Regions from separate parts of the Sus scrofa genome. Here regions 2, 3 and 4 are each linked to region 1. A link is a contact called in public promoter capture Hi-C data. All regions are on one chromosome and are shown on one strand. Each heading gives the region's core, a stretch centred on a gene start, on an enhancer-like site or on the middle of the called end of the contact. The rest is flanking DNA. Distances are from core to core; before and after follow the strand shown.

Evidence for each region. Promoter capture Hi-C pulls out the DNA fragments that hold promoters and counts their contacts.
Region 2: a contact with region 1 is called in a promoter capture Hi-C map of liver, with 2.4 times the contacts expected there. The contact joins the promoter of ADGRL1 here to the promoter of C2H19orf53 in region 1. A contact is called at or near these places in 1 of 5 promoter capture datasets (liver) and 1 of 2 datasets of contacts at active chromatin or transcription factors (skeletal muscle).
Region 3: a contact with region 1 is called in a promoter capture Hi-C map of liver, with 2.0 times the contacts expected there. The contact joins the promoter of DDX39A here to the promoter of C2H19orf53 in region 1. A contact is called at or near these places in 1 of 5 promoter capture datasets (liver) and 1 of 2 datasets of contacts at active chromatin or transcription factors (alveolar macrophages).
Region 4: a promoter capture Hi-C map of liver shows a contact between it and region 1, with 4 times the contacts expected there. The contact joins the promoter of ADGRE5 here to the promoter of C2H19orf53 in region 1. A contact is called at or near these places in 1 of 5 promoter capture datasets (liver) and 1 of 2 datasets of contacts at active chromatin or transcription factors (alveolar macrophages).

The regions. Positions count from the first base shown.
Region 1 is chr2:65,344,649-65,348,738 of Sscrofa11.1, forward strand. C2H19orf53 (leydig cell tumor 10 kDa protein homolog) reads right to left here and starts at 1,812. Exons shown (of 3, transcript XM_003123347.4): 1 at 1,657-1,812; 2 at 1,524-1,579. The coding sequence starts at 1,753. The region is part of intron 1 of LOC110259336 (a long non-coding RNA gene); the gene reads left to right. MRI1 (methylthioribose-1-phosphate isomerase) reads right to left here. Exons shown (of 6, transcript XM_003123346.4): 6 at 3,961-4,090. The coding sequence ends at 4,066.
Region 2 is chr2:64,995,569-64,999,764 of Sscrofa11.1, forward strand. ADGRL1 (adhesion G protein-coupled receptor L1) reads left to right here and starts at 1,591. Exons shown (of 24, transcript XM_021083697.1): 1 at 1,591-2,070.
Region 3 is chr2:64,834,782-64,838,877 of Sscrofa11.1, forward strand. It overlaps DDX39A (ATP-dependent RNA helicase DDX39A), which reads left to right and starts at 1,259. Exons shown (of 12, transcript XM_003123370.5): 1 at 1,259-1,389.
Region 4 is chr2:64,860,159-64,864,315 of Sscrofa11.1, forward strand. ADGRE5 (adhesion G protein-coupled receptor E5) reads right to left here and starts at 1,938. Exons shown (of 18, transcript NM_213925.2): 1 at 1,797-1,938. The coding sequence starts at 1,836.

The DNA of each region.
Region 1 (4,090 bases), core at 562-3,061:
TCTTTTAAATTTTTTATATATGCTTTTTATTTTTTCCATTATAGCTGATTTACAGTATTCTGTCAATTTCTACAATACAGCAAAGTGACCCAGTCATACATATGTACACACATTTTTTTTTTCACATTATCTTTGGTCATGTTCCATCACAAGTGACTAGATATAGTTGCCTGTGATATAGAGCAGATCTCATTGCTTATCCATTCCAAATGCAACAGTTTGCATCTATTAACCCCAGACTCCCAGTCCATCCCACTCCCTCCCTCTACCCAGGAGCCTGGTTTTGATATACTGAATTTCGAGATGCCCAAGAGACACCTCCCCCCACTGGCTGCCAGATGGAGGTGAGCAGGGTGCTGGGTACCAGGTCTAAGAAAACTGAGGCTCTGGGGACTATTTCACAAATATAAACAATTTTCTCAAGACTATTGCACTAGTGTGTGGAGTGTGATTCAAATTCAGATCTGATTCCACCAGATCTCTATGTAACTTCTCTTTGTAACTTTACAAGATCAACCCTATCCACCTATAAACAAACAAACAAAAACATTTAAAGACAACCAGGGGGGAGTTCCCTTTGCGGCTCAGAGGTTAATGAACCCACCTAGGATCCGTGAGGATGCAGGTTCGATCCCTGACCTCGCTCAGTGGGTTAGGGTTCCAGTGCTGCCCTGAGCCACGGTGTAGGTTGCAGATGCGGCTCTGATTGTGTATTGCTGTGGCTGAGGCTGGCAGCTGTAGCTCTGATTAGACCTCTAGCCTGGGAACTTCCTAAAAAGAAAAAAAAAAAAAGAGAGAGAGAGAGAGAGAGAAAACAATCACAAAAATGATGTTCATTGGGAGTTCCCATTGTGGCTCAATGGAAATGAACCCAACTAGGATCCATGAAGACTGGGGTTTGATCCCTGGCCTCATTCAGTGGCTTAAGGATCGGGCATTGCCTGCGCTGTGGTATACGTTCAGATGCCGGTGGGATCTTCTGCTGCTGTGGTTGTGGTGTAGGCTGCAGTGGCAGCTCAGATTCTACCCCTAGTCTGGGAACTTCCATATGCTGCAAAAAAACAAAACAAAACAAACAAAAAACACTCCCCAAAACAGCCCTGTGCTCTTCTCAGAGGTTTACTGGTATCCTATGGCAATGAATCCCTACAAGAAAAGTGCTACCACTATGACCATTTCACAGGTAAGAGGCTCAAGGTAAAGAAATAATGGCTGTCAAAGGACCCTCGATGTGCACCCAGCACTGCCTTCCTGCAAAGCTGGGTTTTTTTTTTTCCAACTCGTGTCCCAGGCTGCCTTTCCTCTCGATATCTGTTAAAGAGGACAGTAACAGTGAACGAACGAAAGAAATCAAACTGCGAAAGCAGCTAACCTAAGTTGAACAGTTTTTGCGCGACAGTCCTTACTTTAGAAGGCCCGTTGATTGGTAGATAATTTTTCCGTACGTACTGCACCTAGAAGGAAACTGAGGCTCACAGCACTGGGTATTCTCCACCCTCAGCCCCTCGCAAGCCCGCGCTCACCTTCTTAAGCTTCTGCTGCTGCACGATGCGTGCCTTCTTGGGTGCGATTACGCGACCTGGGGAAGGATGCGCTTTCATAAGGCTGGAGATTCCGGGATCCACCTCCCCCCTCAGCCCCCAGCCCGTTCCTCACCGCCCTTCCTTGGCCCCCGGTTCCGCTCCGAGGCCGCCGCAGCCGTCTTGCTCTTCCCCGGCTTCTGCGCTTGGAATTTGGGCTGCCCCTGCGCCATGCTCAGTCACGAACCGGAATAGGCGGGGCCGTGAGCAGTCGCAGCCGGAAGGCGCTGGGCACGATGGGATACAGTGGGATCGGAGGCGCAATAGCTCATGGGACATTATGTGGCAAAGAATTAAAGGGACAGCTACCCAGATTGGTTAAGTAGATGATCATAGCCCGGGCTTTGCAAAAAAGTAAAGGTTATAGTGATAAGCTAACACTTACTGGGTACTTATTTGTTTTGCAAAACTTACACTATTTTATGCTCTTTATACATAAAATTAAATCTAGGTCCTAAGGGGAGACAAGTGAAGCACTCTGGTGCAAAATTTAAGGTTTCCCAAACTTCAGTAATCGAGATTAAAAAAAAAATTATATATATTTTTGCTTTTCTTTTTTTTTTTAGGGCTGCACCCACCGCACACGGAGGTTCCCAGGCTAGGGTCAAATGGGAGCTACAGTTGCTGGCCTATGCCAGAGCCACAGCAACGCAGGATCCGAGCCCCCTCTGTCACCTATACACCACAGCTCACGGCAATGCCGGATCCTTAACCCACTGAGCAAGGCCAGGGATTGAACCTGCAACCTCGTGGTTCCTACTCAGGTTCGTTAACCACTGCGCCATGACAGGAACTCCAAAATATATATATTTTAAAATTTTATAATGATTTTTATTTTTTCCATTATAGTTGGTTTACAGTGTTCTGTCAATTTTCTACTGTACAGCAAAGTGAGCCAGTCACACATATATGTATACATTCTTTTTTCTCGCATCATCATGCTCCATCCTAAGTGACTAAAAACATTTTTAACATTAAAATATATATATTTTTAAAAGATAAAAAAAAATATATTTTCTTCCTAGGGCTGCACCTGCAGCACATGGAAGTTCCCAGGCTAGGTGTCAAATCAGAGCTGCAGCTGCCGGCCTAAGCCATGGCAAAGCAGAAATCAAGCTGCGTCTGTGACCTACACCACAGCCTGAGGCAATGCCAGATCCTTAACCCACTGAGCAAGGCCAGGGATCAAACCCACATCCTCGATACTAGTCGGGTATCCACTGAGCCACAATGGGGACTCCTAAAAATATACATTTTTTTGTCTTTTTGCTATTTCTTGGGCTGCTCCCATGGCATATGGAGGTTCCCAGGCTAGGGGTTGAATCGGAGCTGTAGCTGCCAGCCTACGCCAGAACCACAGCAACGCGGGATCCGAGCCGCATCTGCGACCTACACCACAGCTCACGGCCACTCCGGATCGTTAGCCCACTGAGCAAGGCCAGGGATCGAACCCGCAACCTCATGGTTCCTAGTCGGATTCATTAACCACTGCGCCATGACGGGAACTCCCCCTAAAAATATTTTAATATTAAAAAAAATCAGGGATTCCTGCCATGGGGCAGTGGGTTAATGATGTGGCTTGTCTCTGTGGAGGCCCCGGTTCCATCCCTGGCCTGGACACAGTGAGTTAAGGATCCTGAGTTGCTGCAGCTGTGGGATAGGTCTTAGTTCGAGCTCGGATTGGATCCCTGGCCTGGGAACTTCCATATGCTGCAAGGGTGGCAAAAAAATATACATAGATAAATAGATAAATAAAATAATCCAACTACAACCTGTGGACTGGCTGCCTCATGTTGTAAATAAAGTTTACTGGAATGAGGACTGGTATAGGGAATGAGGGGATTAAGGTCGGGATATGCAAAGTCACTTTCATTCTGTTCAATATCTTGGTATTTTGTTCATATGCTTTTTTTTTTTTTTTTTTTTGGCCATACCATGTGGAAGTCCCTGAGCCAGGGATTGAACCCATGTCACAGCAGTGATGAAAGTCTTTGCAGGGACAATGCTGGATCCTTAACCTACTGGGCCAATAGAGAACTCCAGCATCATGGATTTATTTTGCATTAATTTTGATTTTTCAAAAATAATGCATGAAAGCTCTTATTTGTCTTGATTAATGAGCCTCCTTGAGATTTTGCACCTGAGGTATCACCCTGATTCCAGTCCTGAGAGCAACATAGGAGTATTGTCTCCATTTTATAAATGAGGAAAACAAAGCATGGAGTGGTGAAGTGACTTGGCCAACATCACACAGCAGAAAAAGTGAAACTGGTATATGACCTCAGGCAGCCTTGTTCCGGCTGCTAGGCTCTTAAGAGCTATGCAAAGGCCCTGTCTGCTTTCCCTTCTCTGGGAAGAATTGTGGCCGCGGGGAAGAAGGTCAGCTTTTGGGCAAGCCATTCAGTTCAGTTTATTATAAAAATAATGGGGGCAGGATATGGAGAGCTAGGTTGGTTACTTCTGGGGTCCATCTAGGGTCTTTCACTTAGGGGACCGTGGCACTTAGGGCT
Region 2 (4,196 bases), core at 341-2,840, 350 kb before region 1:
GCACTAAACTGTCTATTCTGCCTTAGTGCCTATGTTTGGCCTGGGTCCCGGTTTTATAGCCCCCACTGTGGGTCTTGGCAGTCACAGCTCTGGCTCCGGGGATCCAAGCCAGGTTGGGCTGCCTTCCCTAACCCGGAGAGGGGGTGCGGGGCTCCCTTCTGTAGCCTCTGCCTGAAACCTGCCCCTCGCCTCACTCTGCCAGATGCCTAGGAACCCGCTGGTTCCTTGCCCTACTTCTTCAAGTCCACCAGCTGCAGTGTGGTTGCTAAGCTGTAGAAATCCGCGCCGAGGTTTTGCTCTTGCCGATAACCTAAAATTCAATTTTTTTTTTTTCTCTCTTCCCCTGCCCCCCTCCCAAAGTGAGACGTTTGAGGCGTTTATAGATACTAACCTCCCCCTAACACCCCTCTCTCCGCTCCTCCTGCCTGGTCAGCTCCAAGCCCCTGTCCAGTTGCCAGGGATCCTCTGCTGGGGTCTTGTCCCATCCCTCAGATTCCAGTCCTGGCTTTGCGGTCCTCCCTCGCCTTTTATTGTAGGTCTGGTCTCCCAGGGTAGCGGCCTTCCCGTCTCATTCCTTTCGCATCATCCCTGGATCCTCAAGCCGGTTTTACCTGCCCGCTTCGGTGCAGCCGGCGCTCCAGATCCCTTCGTGCCAGAGTCCAGCTCTCCTTTTGCCCCTCCTTCCTGCACGTCGCTGCCAGGAAGACAGGGGCAGCCCACGCCGCCTCAGCCACTTAGCAGCCCCCTCCCGGAGCCCCCTGAGAGCCCATGTCTGGGAACTCTAGGCCAGGTCTTGTTTGTTCCCACTGCATTAGGCATGACGCATTACTCCGTCTCCCGAGGAAGAATCCGGCCCGAAATTTGCGTGCCCCGGGTGCATTTGGCCCTGTCGCAGCTCCCTCCTTTCCTCCCATTGCTGTGTAATCCAACCCGGGTTTTGCATACCCCTTACAGTTCTCTCCAATTTCTCCCTTCACCGGGCTCGGCGCTTTTCCCTTACTTCACTACTGGCAAAATCCGCTCCGGGTCTTCCTTGTGCCCGTCTCCCCTCCCCCCACTTCCCGTTCCAACGCCGGGATTCAGCTCGTCGCCTTCCCTTTCCCCGATTTTCCGGAGGGGTTAGAGGGGGCCAAGGGGAGGAAAATCCATCCCGGGTTTTCGGGCCGGCCCCCGGTGCGCTCGGGCAGGTTGCGGTGGCCCGTCCCGGGCGACGACTCCGGGCCGGGTTTTGTGCGCGCCCGACGCCCCCCCTCCCGGAGCGGGTGCGCCGGGGAGAGGGGCGAACAGGCGGCTTGTCATTGCTGGTGCCCGGCGCCGGCTTGGTCCGTGCGTCCTGCGGTGCCCACGGGCCCGGCCCGGCGCCCCCCCTCCGGCCACCCCGGGGGCGCGACGCCGCCGCGCCCGCCTACAGCCGCGCCCCCCCAGCTCCGCGCCGTCCGCCCCCTACCCGAGCCCCCCGCGGCCACTGCGGGGAGCCCGAGCCGTCGGCGCGGGAGCTGTCGGCGCTGCGGCGCCCCCGCCCCGCCGTCTGCCGAGGAGGCCCCGGCGGATGGGGCCGCGCGGGCCCCGGAGCGGCGCCGCTGGGCGGCGGGGGGCTGCAGGCGCACCTCAGCTGCCCCGTTAACCCCTCGGCTGCCGCCGTCGGAGGGGGGTGGGAAGTCGCCTGGGCACACACGTGCCTACTCCGTCGGGGCCGCGGAGCTGCGGGGGAGATGCGGGCCGCTGCTGGCGCCGCCTTGGGGGGCTCCGCCTCGCCCCAGCCCCCAGAGCTCTGACACCGCCCCCGCCCTGCCGCCTCCGCCACCTCCCTCCCCCGGAGGGGCGCGGACCCACTCACCCCCAGCCCCGAGTCTTCGCCGCCGCGAGGGGGCCGCCTTTGGAGCTGTGTAATCAGCTTTGCTTTTTTTTTTTTTTTTTTTTAAATTTTTGGTTGGTGGCGGCGGTACCCCGCCGCCCCTCGTTCGTTTCCCCCCCCCGCCCCGGTTCCGGGAGATGTGCCGGGCGGGAGGCATTGGTTCGCGGAGCCGCAGGAGAGACGCGCAGGGCCGACCCCGGAGCGGCGCTGGACAGGTGAGTGTCTGCGGGCCCAGGGCGAGGGGGACGCTGTACCTGGGCCAGGTGTGCGGGCCGAGGTGGGGAGGATGGGAGCCGGGGCCTGTCCGGGCCGCGAAGGGGGAGGGGATGCTGGAGCCGCGGGTCAGGGCACCTGAGCGCGAGGGGAATCGGGGGCGGCCTGCACCTCATCCCCACCGGCGAGGGGAACCGGAGGGGCGGCCCCCACGGAGCGTCAGGGGTGCGGATGGGCTGCCGCGGGGTGCTCGGTGGGGGGAAGGGACCGCGAATGTGCCCGCGCGTGGCTGCGTGTGCCCGCGCGCGCTCCAGCCTTTGTGGGGAAGCGGCGCGGCGGTGCCTGCGTGTCCCCGGTGCGTGTGCGCGCGGGTGCTTGGCGCCCTGTTTGTGTAGGTGTCTGGGTGTGAGCGGAGAGGGTGCGTGTGCGCGCGGCGCGCGGGCCCCGGCCCCCGGAGGAGCCGTGTCGGGGGCTGGCCCCGCAGGATGTCGGGCCGGGGGTTGTTTTTCTCTGGGAGGCAGAGGCGCGAGGGATGGGAAGGGGTCTGTCTGGGTGTCTGGCCGGCTGCAGTCACCGCGAGCATCTTTCTCTCCGCGGTACCGGACTAAGTGTGGGAAGCTGTTGGGTTTGATCTACCCGGATTCAGGTTTTGAGGGCCAGCTCTCTCTCTCTCTTTCTCAGGTGTTTATTGGGTAGCGCTATGGGGTTTCAATTGTCATCCTTCCATGTGAGGGTCCTGGGACAGAGCCTGTGCCAGACGAGGGTGGGCAGCACTGTGTGTGCTCCAGCCATGACCAAAAAGTGGCCCCCACAGGCATTGCTCCAGGGCACCTGGGGCACCCATGTGAAGACAGCCTCCAGCCTGCACACATCGCTGTCCCTGGCCTTCCAGTCTCAGTCAGCACGCAGGCGCACCCCTGCCTGCCTAGGACCTCGCTGTACCTTCCTGCTCCACTCCTCCTTGTCCCTCCCCCCAGTCATGGCAGCTGTGTGGGTGTTCCTCCATCCTAGTCTATGAGATAGGGCCCCCTTTCTTCCTGGCTTCTGCAGGACCCAGGGCCTGGGTTCCTCTGCTCACATCCAAACATGTGGTGTGTCTGGGGGGAGCAGGGGGAGGGGTTCAAAATGGCTGCCAAGATGGCTGGTTGCCTCTCCACCTCTCTCTTTCTCTCTCTCCCTCTCTCGGCTTGCCCTGTTCTCTTGGTTGCCACAGGAGTCTCCAAGGAGAGGGGTGGGTAGGACAATGTAGGGGCAGGTGTGGGGAACACTTGAGGGTAGATATCTAGCCTGGGCCGTTGACCTCAAAGCTGCTTGGGAAGAAGCCAGTTGATCTCTGCTCCCGTCTCCAGCACCCAAGGGCTGGCTAAGCCTGTAACCTGACCCCAGACCCAACTTCTTTACCCCGGCTAACAGCCTGGGGGCTCCAGGCCTGACTCCCTGCGTCCATCATCAAGGGTGTCAGGGGGCCCCCACAGTCTCTCATCCCCTCCATCTGCCAGCCGGCCATAGACTGAGGACTCCTGGTGGGCCTGGGTCGGGCCTCAGCTGTGGGGGCAGGTGACTTCTCCTTCCTCCCCCCTCCCCTCCCGCTAATGCTGAATTTATTACTTAAAAGTAGGATGAAAACAGGGAGAATAAGAGAAGGAATACAACCTTCATTATCATATCGAGAAAATTATCCATGATTTTCCTAACTAGTAATTTGCCTGCCATGCTGTTCAGAACTGACTTGCCCATTAATTACAGAGATGAAAAATCATCTGGAAAGCGGAAAAGGGAACTAATTCGATCCCTGGCTGGCAGCAGTGGCCCCCATGCACTGAGCCACATACGTGTGTACTCACATGTGAGTGCCCTGTCCTCCTGCTGGCATTGCCACCTTCTTTCTCCTCTCCCTCAGTGACCTCCCTCAGGGCCTCAGCTCACCGCATGCCTGCCACTCCTGCTTTCTAATGCCCTGCCAGGCCCTCCTCACTACCTGGGGTGCCCATCCCAAATCCCACTCATGGGGGGCTGGCCCAAGGCAGGATTGTCCCGTGCTGATCACCATGCCTGCCCTTGGGCGTGGAGATCAGGGTGGGGGGAGGGCAGGGAGCTAGGGACCTGCACACCTGGGCCACAGAGCCTG
Region 3 (4,096 bases), core at 9-2,508, 510 kb before region 1:
AATGAAAAAGAAGGAAGTATCCCTATGTGCAGCAACGTGGAAAATCTCAAAACATTTTGTTGAGTAAAAGAAGCCAGATACAAAATATACAGTCTGTAAGTGAGAAACCTTTAGTAGCCGTGCTCAGCCACTGGTCAGCTTTGCAATGAGCCCTTCCCCCAAATAGGTGACAGTTAGTGAGTGACCATTGGCCCCTCCCCTCTCTTTCCTCTGTATAAAAAGAGCCTGAATTTGGACTGAGGCAAGATGGTTTTTTGAGACACTGGTCTGCCATCATCTCAGGCTGCTAGTTTTTTGAATAAAGTCGCTATTCCTTGCCCCAGCAACTTGTCTCTGAATTTATTAGCCTGTTGTGTGGCAAGCAGAGCAAATTTGGATTCAGTATCAAGTCTATTGCATGATTCCATTTAGAAGAAAATCAGGAACAGACAAAACTAGTGGTAGAAATCCACATAGTGGTTGCCTGATGGGAGTGTGTAGAAGAGGTGTGGCTGATTTGAGAGAGGCATAACAAAAATTTCTGGGCTGATGGCAAATATTCCACATCTTCAGGAGGAAACTATCATTAGGATGTCAACTGTCAAAACTATTGGACCTGTTCTTTTTCCTATAAACATTATTTCAGTAAGGTACTGGTGGGAGAAAAAGGTTGACGAATTTTAATACGAGGACAAGCAAAATTAACACAAAAAAGTTTTATGACAAAAACATCCTGGTTTCGGTTTTTTGGCCTGAACTTGCATGGCCACAAGCAGTCTCTGACCAAGGACATGACTCTCAGCAAGGAGCTATGGCTTATGACCATTTCTGACACCCACGCCTCTGAGGGGGCCCCTTCTCCACTGCTTGTGCAAAATATCTTCTCCACATGGGACTCACTCCAAGCTCTCAAGTCTACTCAGAACCTTTTCAGAACCTCCACTCCAGTGGACCAGGAGGCCCGTGGATCGATTTCCACTTCAAAAACTGAGTTCTGTGCTGGGCGCATGACCCACATTTCTTACAGGTGAGACACACACACCCCAGAGCCGTCATCTTGGCTTGGGGTTGCCAGTACTAAATATGGCGACTACACACAGCGACCACAACCCCTGTCAGGTGACAGCGCGCTTGCAGACGCCGGCCTCACCCACTCGGGCGCCTACTTTTAGATTGACCAATGAATTCGGGGCACGCCCTCTTTTCTCTCTCCACCAATAGCCTCCAGATGCCTCCCGTAGAATCCAATCATCGCTTCCGCCTCTTTTGAATGAAAAGCCAGCAGTCCAGTGACCAGAGCCGCAGTCGGACGTCGGAGACAGGAAGCGCGAACCGCTGGAGTCGGGCCGCGCGACCCGTAACCAGAGTCGGGAGACTCCTCGCAGCACGCGGAGGCGAACGAGAAATCAGGTGGGCGGCAGGTCCAGGCGCGGGGTCGTTGTGCGGAGACGTCGGGCCTGCGGGCGGGCGAGCGGGCGAGCGGGCGAGGGGATAACCCAAGGATTGAGGGAAGGAGGAGGAGGAGGGGGCGCGAGACAAGGCGGGGCGGGGCGGTTGGGGGGGTGTCCGGCGAGCGCGTGGGCGGCCGTTAGGCGTTGGGGCGCATGCGCGAGGGGCGGACCGGCCGTTAGCCCCCAGGAGTGAGGGGCTAGCTTCCGGAAGGTGCAGTCATGGCTGCCCTCAGTCGGAGGCCGACTTGGAGGAGAGTCTAGAGTCTCCCTGTTGGAGGCGACCCGGAGCATTTCGGGGAGGGGGTCAGGGGGCGACGCCCGGGTCTGGGATAGCGGTGGGAGAAGCTGGAGGTTGTAGACGGTCTTCCAAGTCGAGGAGAAATTCCCTTCTCCCCAAATCTACTTTTTTGCTTTCCTTTTAGAGGGCGGCTTCGTGGGTCCAGAGATTTAGGGCAAAAAAGATGTTACAGTTGGGAACAAATTCTCTCCGGGGGCACTTGAGGTTGAAAGGGCACACACGCGAGTCTGAGTTGTTACTTTTCCTGGTGTCAGCTTTCAACTTCTTCAGCTTCTGGGGTCTCAGCTGTCCTAACCGCTCTTTTTGGGCATAACTACACCGCTAAATCTTCTCTTGATCTAATTTACTTTGAGCTTTTAGATCTTGTCTCTCCACCATTAGAAAATCCTGTCTCAGACTCTGTCTCCCCATCAAAACAAAACGGCTTTGAACTCCAAAAAACTGTCTTTTTTGTTGCTGTTGTTGTTGTTTCTTTCTTTCTTTTTTAAATACACCATCTTCTCTTGGTCACTCAGGTTTGAAGCCCAGAGTAGGTGACTCTTGCACATTTCTGTCCTAGGATCTTCTAGGGGCTGGGCCTGCCCACTAGTGTTCCACCCTCTTTTCCCCTGCTTAACAGTGCCCCCACCCCAATTGATCCTCTTTCTTTTGGTGTCAGGTTTTCCCTACTGCTGATCTCGTCATCTTCTCTGGAATAACCTTGCTCTTGAGCAAATCTTGATTCAAGTCAAAACTCAAAAACCTAATCAGCGATTCCCTATTGCTTAGCAAATTAGATGTAAATGCTCTGGGCCTGACCAGCTCTTTCAGCTTTGTCTTCTGCCTCTACTTCAAGCAGCCAGTCTTACTGTCCATTCTCAGAAAGGGTCTGGTGGTTTTTGGACTGGCCTTTCCTGGCTCTTATTCTTTCTGCTACTTGGGGACTGACTCCATCCTATCTCCCACTCCTCAGTGCTGGTGTCAGATTGCTCTTTCATGAATCAGATAAGGATAAATGCTTTAATTTTAGCCCCTAAGTTCTGCCTTGAGGCCTTGGTTCTAGTTCCATTCATTCAACCCTGGGTATTGCTTATCTGATATGTGCCAGGCCCTGTCCTAAGTGCTGGGCTGGGTAGGGGGGTGGTATGACTGGAAGGGGGCCCTTTTTTACTTGGGTCAACAGGAAATGCCTTTTTGGAGCAAAAGAGGTCTGAAGTATGGTTCTGGCCTGTTTTAGGCAGTAGGAACAGCAAGTGCAAAGGTGCTGAAGCATGTTTGAGGCACAGCAGCAAGGCTAGTGCATGAGGGCAGTGGGAGAGAAAAGGTCTGAGTGTAGAGGGAGTCAGATTGTATGGGGCCTGACAGGCTATGGTGAGGACTCTGAATTTTATTTTGAACATAGTGGGAATCTTTGGGGGTTTTGAGCAGAGAAGTGACATTATTTGACTTAGCTTTTATAGGCTTCCTGTAGCTACTGGGAAGGGGCATGAGGGGGTTATGGTGCAGGGGAGTGGGGGAGGGAAATCAGGGAGACCAATGAGAGGCTATTGGCATTATCCAGAGGAGATCATGGTGCCCAAATGCATTCAGCTGACAATGGATAAACAACTGTGGTGTTGCAGTACAAAGGAATATTGCATAGTCCTGAAAAGGAATGGCGTGATGATACATGTAATGATACATGGCTATAAGGTAGATGAACGTCGAAAACACTATGTGAGTGGAAAAAAGTCAAGGGGTCATATAGTATGATTCCATTATATGAAATATCCGAGACAGGCAAATTCATAGGAAAGAAAGATTAATGGTTGCGAGAGGGAGTTGGGAGCATAGGATGGTAGCTAAAGGATATAATCTTTCTGACATGAGGAAAGGTGCTAAAGCTGATTGTGGCAGTGATTTCACCTGTCTCTGACTATAGAAAGCCAGTGAATTATACCTTTTAAATGGTGACTTGTATATCAATATCTCGGTAAAGCCTTTCCAATCTGAAAAGTGATGGCAGCCTGAGACCTGCAAGGTAGCAGGGGTGAGAAGTGGGCAGATCAACCTGGTGGAATCTGTTGGCTAGTTGGATGGGAAGGAGAGAAGAGAGAGATGAATTCCATTTTGGAGAATGGAATTGTCTTTTCTGAGATGGAGGACACAGGCCTGCAGGGAGAAATGCAGGGTTTTGCTCTGGGCATTTTGAGTTCAACTGCAAGGGGAGAGGTGAAAGAAGCAACTAGATATTAGAGTCTGGAGTTGAGAGGAGAGATTGTCCATAGAGAGACAGGTGGTTAAGGCCCTGGGGCTGGATGGTCACACAGAATGAGTGGCAGAAGGGCTAGAAATTGGGCCTGGGACCCCCAACATCCAGCTCAAGAAGAGGGACTTCTTTAGCACTTCT
Region 4 (4,157 bases), core at 688-3,187, 480 kb before region 1:
TGGGGGTATAGAATGGAGGGTCCTCTGCCCACTCGGCCCCTAGGTCCAAACTTGATACCCTTCAAGCTGGCAGAGAGCAGAGAGCCACTCCCAGAAGCCCTCCCAGCCAGGGTAAACTGAGGCTGGCATGCCCTCCTCTCCCTCCCATAAGGATTTCTCTCTTCCTCTTCCTCTTCATAGGGCTTGGTTCATATCCCTTTCAGCCAGGGCCTGGTTCCTCTTTGCAGGAATGACCTTTCCTGCCTGATAGGAGAGGACCTGGGCTGATTCGTCCCCAGCTCCCTAAAATCCCCAGTAGCAACTTTTATGCTCGCAACTACCCTAGGAGGTTGGCTGTGTTTGTGCCCATCCTGCAGCTGGACAGATTGTGGCCTGGAGCCCAGAAAAGGCTCAGGAAGAATCTAGTGAACAGAGTTAGCCTGAAGAAGGTGGAATGGAGCAGGTCAAGGTCCCCAGACCCTGCGGGGGGGTGGGGGGGTGGGAGAGCTCTTTTGTGCCTTGTGCACTTTGCCCTCTGCCAGAGCTAGGCTGGGCTCTGCTCTCCAACCACGGAGGCTTCCTAGACCAGGAGTTCTTCATCTGGGTCCTTGGAATTCTCCCAAACAGGAGCCGAGAGAGGAGCTGCTGGTCTTCTCCCAGTTCCATCTGGTTTGCATTCCCCCTGCCCAGCCCCAAGCAGTAAGATTCCTGGGGTGGGGGGCGGGGCAGTCATCCTCTCTTTGCTCCTCCAGCTAAGGACCCCTCAGACCCACCAGTGAAGTAATAATAACAATAATAGTGTTTACTTAATTCTTCCTGCAAACCAGGAATAGTTCCTGTATACGCACTCACTTAACCCTTAACACAACCTTATAAAGTAAAGAGCGGTTTTGCCTCATTTTGCTGAGGTGGAAAGTGAGACTCAGGGGCTCCCAGATTTGGCTCCAGTAACACACCGCCTTCCCCCCCTTCCCCCGCCCCAGCTGCTCAGTGTGCCCCACATAGACACCAATTCCTTGCTTAGAGCCCGCCCAGGGCCACTGAGTTCACGCCTGCTGCCCACAGGGTCATCACAGGGAACCCCCGCCCTTGTGGCCTGGGGAAACTCTGGATGGTACCCCAAATGCCATTTCTTCATTCTCTTTGTTGTTTGGTTGCTCAGGCAACGAGCTGCCCAGATAACCGTTAGAGCCACCCTGGGTGGGGCGGGAAGGGAGGCCCAGGGGAAGTCATAGTAAAAGTCAGGTTCAAACCTTCAGAGGGCAAAAACTCCTTTCAACCCACAGCTGGCTCCCAGCTGGGTCTCCAGAGCAAGAATGAGGGTCTTCTCTGGGGCTGCCCCTGCCACTGAGACAGTGTGGGAGGTGATGGGGGTACCTCCGCTGTGGAGAAGTCCCGCCTCCCGGCCTCCAAGCCCCCCAGCATCCCCTTATGCCCGATGTTAAGAGCAGCTGTCCGCGGGGCTCCCGCATTTAGTTTTTGCCCCTCTCCTTTCCCCAAACCTCAGTTTTCCCACTTCAGGGGCAACCCCGCAAAGTGGCTCCAGTAAAGAGGTCAGAGATTTCTCTGGGAGAGAGGGAAGGCTCTTAGAGCAGTCTGGGGAATCCTGCCACTGGGTGCAGGTGCCCGGCACTGCCAGCCCCTCTCCCCACGTGCCCTCAGTGCCCGCCTGGCCATGCGGCTTCCTCCGAGGCTGGCCCCAGAGCGACCTGGGGCGCATTTCTCCACGGGGAAGAGGACGCCTGGACACCGAGAGCTGCTGCCAGGGGCTCCCTCGCTGCCTGTCCCGCCCCACAACAGGGCCCCGAAATTCTCACCATGAAAGAGGAGAAAGACGCCGTGGTGGGGGCCTCCCATGATCTGAGCTGCCAGTGGGGGGAGCAGGTGACAAGGCAGGGCTGCTCTGTGTCCCCAGGCTGGGCAGCTGTGCGGGCTTTCTCGAGGGCCGCCGGGCCTTTATAAGAGGGGGTGGGGAGGCAGCCGCTGGCCCAGGGCCCTCCCCGGAACTGGCGGGGCAGCTGGAAGCCAACAGGAAAGTGCAGTAAAAACACAGACCCAGGGACGCTGCGCGCGCGAGCGCGCGCGCACACACACACACACACACACACACACACACACACACACGAGTCATATGCAGTATTGAGGTGCAGCCTGCCCTTGCAGCATCTGACAAGCTCTCTGGCCCCTGTGTTCAACAGCTGGCTGATCCCAGGGGCAAAAGGGGGAGTCTGGCCCAGGACCCGCTTGGCTTTTCTGGGCAGGAGGCATTTGGACTGCGGAGGGTGGAGTCACTGCTGACATAGCTTGGGGCACCCAAGTTGGGGACTATTCTGTGCTTGCTCTCCATGGCCAGCTCTGGAGCTAACAGGACCTTCCTCCTCTTTTTCTTGATGAGGAAACTGAGGCACAGAGAGGCCAGAGTCCAGACAGGAGCTAGGGGAGCACAAAGGGGCCCTTCATGGATGCCAGGCAGGCACCTAGAAAACTGCAGGACCCCAGGGCCACTGTGCTCCTGGAGCTGGTCATTCTGGGCCAGACTTTTGCCTGGTGGGAAACTCATATTTTGGCAGTTCATGGGTACTGCATTAATCAACAGTGAATCACATGACAGGAGAGTTGTTTCCTTTTCAAATAAGTCATGTGACCAGCTTATCTCCGAAGCTATTTAATAATTCTTTTTTTAAAAAACTCTATTATTTACAAAGCACTTATTATCTGAGCCAGGCCTGATTCTCCTAAAGTTCTCTATTTTTAACTCATTTACGCCTGGAAATACCTTCGAGGCAGGTGTTGCTATGATTCCCATTTTGCAGAAGGGGAAGTTGAGGCACAGCTAACAAGTGGCTGAGCAGAGATCTAAAAGGCAGGCAGCTCAGTCCCCAGGCCCCTGCTGATGAGCCCAGGACCCAGGACAAAGTCTCTATTGGGGGCGAATGTGTCTTTAACACCTTGGTGGCGCTGGGGTATATCCAGTTAGAATCCGTGGTTTTATGTTCCTGGCGTTATTATTTATTTTTAAGTTTACAGACTATTTCGGGCAATGAGAAGGGTTTTCCAATTAGGACATACATATAACTGTTCTCTCTCTCTCGGTTTTTTTTTGTCTTTTTAGGGCTGCACCCATGGCATATGGAGGTTCCCAGGCTAGGGGTTGAATAGGAGCTGTAGCCGCTGGCTTATACCACAGCCACAGCAATGCCATATCTGACCCATGTCTCTCACCTATACTACAGCTCATGGCAATGCTGGTTCCTTAACCCACTGAGTGAGGCCAGGGATTGAACCTGCATCCTCATGGATACTAGTCAGATTTGTTTCTGCTGCACCACTATGGGACCTTCTAAAGGTTCTTTTTATTTATTTATTTATTTATTTATTTATTTATTTATTTATTTATGTCTTTTGTCTTTTTAGGGCCGCACCCGTGGCATATGGAAGTTCCCAGGCTAGGGATCAAATTGGAACTACAGCTGCCGGCCTACACCACAGCCACGGCAACGTGGGATCCAAGCCACATCTTCGACCTACACCACAGTTCACGACAACGCCAGATCCTTGACCCACTGAGCGAGGCCAGGATTCAAACCTGCAACCTCATGGTTACTAGTCAGGTTCGTTAACCACTGAGCCATGATGGAAACTCCCCTAAAGGTTCTTTTTTAAATGAATAGATTCAAGGAGGCAACAGCATAGAAAATTAACTGAATGCATGGTAGTTTAAAAGGGGACGATTGAGGCCATGGAGAAAAAAGGTCACCCATGGCCAAAGACAGAGGAGCATTATTGCAGGCCTGATAGAGCACCCCCACTCCTAAAATTAACCCCTTGCTGTCTTTGCTGTCCCTTTGACCTAGACAGGGCATGGGAAGGGGTCCTGCCAGGGTGCCTGAGGGGCCTGGGGGAAGGGAGTGGACACGGGAGGAGACTGGAAGGGGAGGGGGCCAGTCCAGGTCCAGGGTGGAGTTTGGGTTTCCCTCCCACCTCCCTCAGAAAGCTGGAACCTGCAGGGCAAGACAACCCCTCCCTGCAAGTCCACAGGTCTGAGCTGGTGCTTGGAAAAGCTGGGGGTTGGGGGTTCCAGCCTGGGCAAGCCACTGCCCCAGGGTTGCCATCATGCGTTTTCCTCCCTGGGTATGTGTCTTGGGCCCTTGGAGCTAGTCTGACCTCCCTGGGAATCA